2 separate regions of the Mus musculus genome follow, and region 1 is linked to region 2. A link is a contact called in public promoter capture Hi-C data. All regions are on one chromosome and are shown on one strand. The core of a region is the stretch at or near the end of the contact, and the rest is flanking DNA. Distances in the headings are between cores, read along the strand shown.

The links. Promoter capture Hi-C pulls out the DNA fragments that hold promoters and counts their contacts.
Region 1: a promoter capture Hi-C map of pre-B cells shows a contact between it and region 2, with 1.6 times the contacts expected there. The contact joins the enhancer-like site here to the promoter of Gemin6 in region 2. A contact is called at or near these places in 4 of 39 promoter capture datasets (the 3T3-L1 cell line, the C10 cell line and pre-B cells), 1 of 15 datasets of contacts at CTCF or cohesin (CD8 T cells), 10 of 484 Hi-C or Micro-C datasets (CD8 T cells, the CH12 cell line, the HL-1 cell line and 5 more), 2 of 115 datasets of contacts at active chromatin or transcription factors (bone marrow-derived macrophages and embryonic stem cells) and 3 of 9 other capture datasets (adipose tissue, liver and pancreatic islet).

The regions. Positions count from the first base shown.
Region 1 is chr17:80,348,084-80,351,156 of GRCm38.p6, reverse strand. Arhgef33 (Rho guanine nucleotide exchange factor (GEF) 33) reads right to left here. Exons shown (of 18, transcript NM_001145452.1): 6 at 1,571-1,737. Among named protein-coding and RNA genes, the nearest start is that of Gm10190, 24 kb to the left of the region's middle. Within about 2 kb of position 1,451, at least 15 of the 459 cell types and tissues checked have an H3K27ac peak or open chromatin away from gene starts, as enhancers often do. A contact at or near this core is called in pre-B cells, where this site is marked.
Region 2 is chr17:80,223,138-80,226,237 of GRCm38.p6, reverse strand. Gemin6 (gem nuclear organelle associated protein 6) reads right to left here and starts at 1,787. Exons shown (of 3, transcript NM_026053.4): 1 at 1,568-1,787; 2 at 474-617. The coding sequence starts at 598.

The DNA of each region.
Region 1 (3,073 bases), core at 202-2,701, 130 kb before region 2:
TTACAGCAGCATGGTAGAACAAGCTATGACTATGTCTCTCTCACAGGGCGGGAAGGAGAGGTTGTCAGGAGCAGATCACTTAAATCCAGCCGGTGACACAGCTCAGCAGAGAAAGTTGCTACTGTAAAAGGCTGACAATTTGAATTTGATCTGAAATTCATGCTGGAAAGAAAGGACCCACAGTTTAAAGATGCTAACTTCCATACCCAAGCTGTGACACACACTCACTTGAAGTCACACACACACACACCATACACATACACCCATACAAACTAACAATAATAAGTAAAACATTTTAAATAAGGAAATGCATGTGGGCACTGCAATCATCTGGGTTAGTTGTTGTCAGTGAATTAAAAAAAAAAAAATCCCATGGATGTATTCCAGCCTAAGAGGTCTGTCACCCATTGTGTGAAGATGCACAAATATGCTTTGTAAATCTAATTTTTAAAAGTCTGTCTAGTAAATACACACAGATGCCCCAGACCTGGTACTTATCTGACCTCTACCCTGAGCCCATCTTGGGCTCTTCACCTTCATGGCCATCTTGATTCATCTTGCTCTTCATAATGTACATGAAGGAAAAAGGCCACCAGTGGAGCCCCTCCCAGACAATCAAGCCACTGTCCACAGACTGCACACACAGGGGCTAAAAGACCTGCTCCCATGTATAGGCAAATGGCCAATAGCCAAGTAAGCCTGGGCTCAGAAGTTCACCAAGTAAAAGCCACTCGCCTTAGAATTTTACGCCCAGTTATTCATAACACACGTAACTGTCTCTGAATCAGTAAAATCCTGAGCTTCGAGGATGGAGAATCAGCAACCCTGCCATTGAGCTGTTTACCCTTGATGGAAAAATCATTTAGACTACCGTTTGAGGAGTTTCTATACATGACTAAAACAAGGAGGGGGAGGGAGAGAGGGAAAGGGGGTAAGGGGGGGAGAAGAGAGAGACACAAACTATAGTAATTTCTACATTCGTTCATTTTTCTGTGCGTAGGTTCTTTGTTGGACACTCTTGAAAATATAATGATGTAGCAAAATTTGTTTTGTTTTGTTTATTTTTTTTCCTGATTCTAACACAGGTCCAGAATCACAGCCCTTGAATCCTCCTTTGGTTCTGCCAACACACCATCGTGCCGCATCTGTACACTCAGGATGTGGTTGGCAACTGTCTCAGCTCACAGATAGCACCAGCCTGGCTCTCCGGGGAACATGGGTGGCTCGTGACGGTACCATAGATAACTATTTAGAGTGACTTTTTGAAAATCCAGTTCTCTTATGGTTAGTATAATATTGAGTACACTAAATTATTTTTAATCTAATTGACACTTAGAAGCAATGTCAAAATTAGTATTTTCCACAAAGATCAAACATTAGAACTGGGCAGTCTCTCGGGAACCGTGGGGTCATCAGATGCCTTCTAAAGCGTAGAAACCAGCCCCGTGCTGAGCGGTAGAGCAAACATACTTTCTTCCGACGAGGATGTGAGTGCTTCCCACTTTTACTCAAGCCCTAGGAATCAGGGAGAACGATGTATGGTTAATCCCCCAAGGTTTATGAGCTGTACCTTTTTCATAGTTCTGAGAAGGCAACATGTTGGTGAAGTCGTCACTGGGGAGACCGGCTTCAGGGACATTGATGGAGCGGAAGGGGCTTCCTTGAGTCGGCGCAGACCCAGGCGCAGGCGCAGATGCCGGCCCGGCCTGCGCGCCATGTTCTTCCTTTTGGGCTTTCCTAGCAAAGGAGACAGCAGAAAGGACTTTGGTTCTTAGTCTGATAGACTAGGAACGACTCGATTCAGAGTAATACCAGAGAGTGAATTGTTAGGTTGAACATATAAATTTTCCTTTATTTATTTATTTTTTAATGTGCAGCCAAGGCACACCTAGGTTGAACTATATAAATTGCTTTTTTTAAAAAATAAATTATAAGTGGTTAAAGCCGAACAGTTCGTATAGTTCAACTTAATTCACCAACTTTAAAGTATTATAAATTACATCTAATTGTGATGTTTTCATTCTTATTTTTCTATTACTGGCTTCCTTGTCACCGGGATCTTTGATTTTGTTTTGATTTTCGTTTGGGACACTAGGTCTCACTATGTAGCCCTGGCTAGCCCCCCAGGCTTTTAGTATAGACCCCACCACATAGAGCCTCCTGCCTCTGCCAACTGCTAGGATTAAAGGCCTGGCCACCATGCCCGGCTCTTACCAGGGTCTGTAACGTTTGCAGGGTTGAATATTTGCTTGGGGTGATTTACACACCCTTAACAGCTCAATCGCAGAACACCAAGAACCGGAAGCATTTCGCCCAAACAATGTAACCATAAGCTGTTTCCCAGGCTCAGACAACTATGATCCCCATAACATACCAATGAAGACGGCAACTATTTATTGGGCACACTGACTTGTTTCTGCCCAACTATTTATTGGGCACACTGACTTGTTTCTACCCAACTATTTATTGGGCACACTGACTTGTTTCTGCCTGTCAGAAGCACTGACTAACTTTTTTTTCAACTACCCAAGTAAATAACAGCAACACTGGAGAACCTATCGGAAGTTTTAAAACAAAGGAAAATCACTGCTGTCGCAATCCTTAAAACAACAATCCCTCTCTTTCTAGTTATCAATTTACATGTCTTTACATCGAAAATCAAGCTATGTACACATTGCATATCATTTTGATTTCATGTCATATCATGTTAAATATATTTTCCCATGAAATGCTACCATCCATTTTTATACTAACCATTTTTTCCATCTGCATATGTGTTTGTATGTTTGCATACATGTGAACACATATATGTAGATACGTGTTCATGCATGTGGAGGCCTGGAGTTGAGGTTGTAAGTTATCCTCCATTACTTTCTACTCATGCCATCGAGGCAGGGTCTTTCAATCAAACCCAAAGCTCACCAATACGACTAGTTCACAGGCTGGCTTACATCGTGACAGCTACGTGGGCTAAAGATCCAAGCTCTGTTGCTTTTACAGATTTGTGGTGAGTGTTTTGGGATTTTTGTTTGTTTTGTTTTGTTGTTGTTTGCGTGTGTGTGTGTGCGTGTGT
Region 2 (3,100 bases), core at 538-3,037:
TTTTTTTTTTTTTACCTTTTGAGACAAGTCCTGACAATTGGATATGGTGGAGATAAGAGGATCAGGGATTCGTGTTTATCCTCAGCTACATAATGAATTTGAGGCCAGTCTGAGTTATATGAGACTTATTTTAAAAAAATAAATAAAGTTGGGTGTGGTGTCCTAGCATTCAGAAGTAGAAGTAGATGAATCAGAAGTTTAATATCATCTTCAACTATATAGCCAAATAAGGCCAACCTTGGCTACAGGAGACCCTCTGGAAGGAGAATTAGAAGAGGGGAGAATTTCTCTTTTCTATTCCTATAACTATGTTTAGTTTGCTACAGCATCCCATAGTTAAAACAGCAGCAGTTAGGCTCAAAAGCAATTATTATGTGTGAATGACCAGTCTTTGATTGATCTGCCTTCTCAGCTTGGATATCCGGGGCCAGTACATAGGATTGTCATTTCACAAAATTAAGTTGCATACTCACTTGGCAGAGACTGGATCTGTGGTTAGAAGCCATCCTTTATACTCCTTCTCACAGGCTATCACTCTCACTTCTTTATAAACGTAATCTTCCCATTCTAAGGGGCTTTTCTTCATCCATTCGCTCATGGTTACCAGTTGCCCAGATCTAGAACCATTATCAATTTGGGTTAATCACTATGGATATTCCACACAAGCAAATGTCTTTTTTTAAAAATATTTTTAAAGATTCATTTATTTATTATATGTAAGTACACTGTAGCTGTCTTCAGACAATCCAGAAGAGGGAGTCAGATCTTTTTACGGATGGTTGTGAGCCACCATGTGGTTGCTGGGATTTGAACTCTGAACCTTTGGAATAGCAGTCAGTGCTCTTACCCACTGAGCCATCTCACCAGCCCAAGCAAATGTCTTAATGATCGCCATTCTGTAGGCAGTCTGTAATTTGCCTGAAAATAACGAGTTTCTTAATGCAAGTAAGCACTGATACATAGAGCCAGTCTTAACTCACACCTACAGTCCCTACCTACTAGTAGTGCTGAGACCAGCCTGGTAACATAGTGTGCCGTCTCAGATCTCAGAAGAACAAGCAAAACGCCCATCTGGGGTATAAGAAACTGATACTATCTTTGGAGAATTCTTGAGAATGTTTTGTTTAGTATATCTGGGAAGGGGTATTTATAATTCAGACTGATGGTAATAGTGAATGGCCACAGGTACAATTCTTAAAACTCCTGTGGCATGTCTAGTCCCACCCTCTGCTCCCAATTCCGGATACCGCTTTCAACCTGGCTTTGAACCTGGCCCGTAGATAACTCAAACTCTTCGGGGCTGGAGAGATGGCTCAGCGGTTAAGAGCACCGACTGGGAGGTCAATTCCCAGCAACCACATGGTAGCTCAAAACCATCGGTAATGGAATCCGATGTCCTCTTCTGGTGTGTCTGAAGAAAGCAGTGGTGTGCTCATATACAATAAAGAAATCTTTTTTAGAAAAAAGAAGAAGCAGCCACTTCCGTTCCGCTTTCCTTAGATAAAAGGATTTCGCCCTAAACCCCTGACAGACATAACTGATGCGGAGTTCTCGGATTCCCACCTACTCTTTCTAGATGACTCTCCACGGGCTTTGCGCCAATTTTCTCGTAAAGCGCTGAGGACCCGTTAGCGAAGCTCTAGAGCTCCAACACCAGGTCCTGTCCAGAGGCCGCCATACCCAGAACTCTGCACGACTCAGGGAAACGCCGCAGAGACCCTGGCTATATTTCTACTTAGCTCACACGCCGCCGAGCGGGCTTGAGTCGGCCCGCCTGAGCCCAGCATGCTTTGCTCCTGACGTCATTTCCTTCCCCCAGAATCCTCCATCCTGTAGTCCTTTGCCTCCGTTCTTGCACTGCAGGTTGTGTCCAAGGGAACTTGAGTTCTCCTGGCCACCGTGAACGTCTCAAGAAATCTTTGTAAGAGGAAAATGTTCGTACCTCAAAGCTTTTTAAGTGGGGTATGAAAATGCGATTTTGCCCTGAATTCAACACAAAGCTCTCTGGGTAAACCTTAAGGCTCTAAAAGCCGAGGTGAATGGCATGAATTCTGGTCTAGCTCGTTTTGGAGCCGGTTAAAATGCGTGCACCTTTGGGGACGTGTTCTCAGTAAATCTCAAGAACAGTGGTGAAGTTGGGAAGATCAGCACTGGATTTTTTTTTTTTTTTTTTTTTCGAGACAGGGTTTCTCTGTGTAGCCCTAGCTGTCCTGGAACTCACTCTGTAGACTTCGCCTGCCTCTGCCTCCCAAGCAGCACTGGATTATGTTGTTTCTGCTTCAGATTTCTGGGCACGTAGCTGACTGGGCTCTGACATACTGCAGAATCTTCGAGACTGTGATACTGAAAAGTGGTGCAAGGCAGTAAATGCTAAGATTCTGCCTATACTGAAAAGAGAAAAAAACAACCCTCTCCCCCGCCAAGACAACAACTACAACAAAAAAACCCACCAAGGGCGATGAACAAAAACTGAGCTATAAAATTGTCAAGCCAGAGGTGGGCGTGGTGGCGCACGCCTTTAATCCCAGCACTCGGGAGGCAGAGGCAGGCGAATTTCTGAGTTCGAGGCCAGCCTGGTCTATAAAGTGAGTTCCAGGACAGCCTGAGCTACACAGAGAAACCCTGTCTCAAAAAAAAAAAAAAAAAAAAAAAAAAGATTGTCAAGCCAAGCAGCAGAAACATTAAATATGAATCGGTTTTTTAAAATTACTACTTGAAATTCCATATCAAATAATCCTTCCCAAAACCTTCATTTATTGAATGATTGACTTCATATTAATGAGATTTCATGGATTAAGTTAGAGTTTATCAGTTAAAACCCTCTATAAAGCTACAAGAGCTAATGTAAATTCCAAGTTATTAAGAGTGTGGGAGAAAATGTTTGACCTTTAAAACTACAGAATAAAAATCTACAACTGATTTGTGACAACTGTTCAGTTGCATTTTAAGTTTCATTCTTTACTGCAAACCTGTTTGGCTTATGTTTTCTTCCCCTTTTGAAACAAGGACATGTCCCTACTCTGTCCAAATTATCAGAAATTTAAGTTGCATTTGGGCCACATGTGGTGCATAGGACTTTAATCCAAGCTTGTGGAAAGCA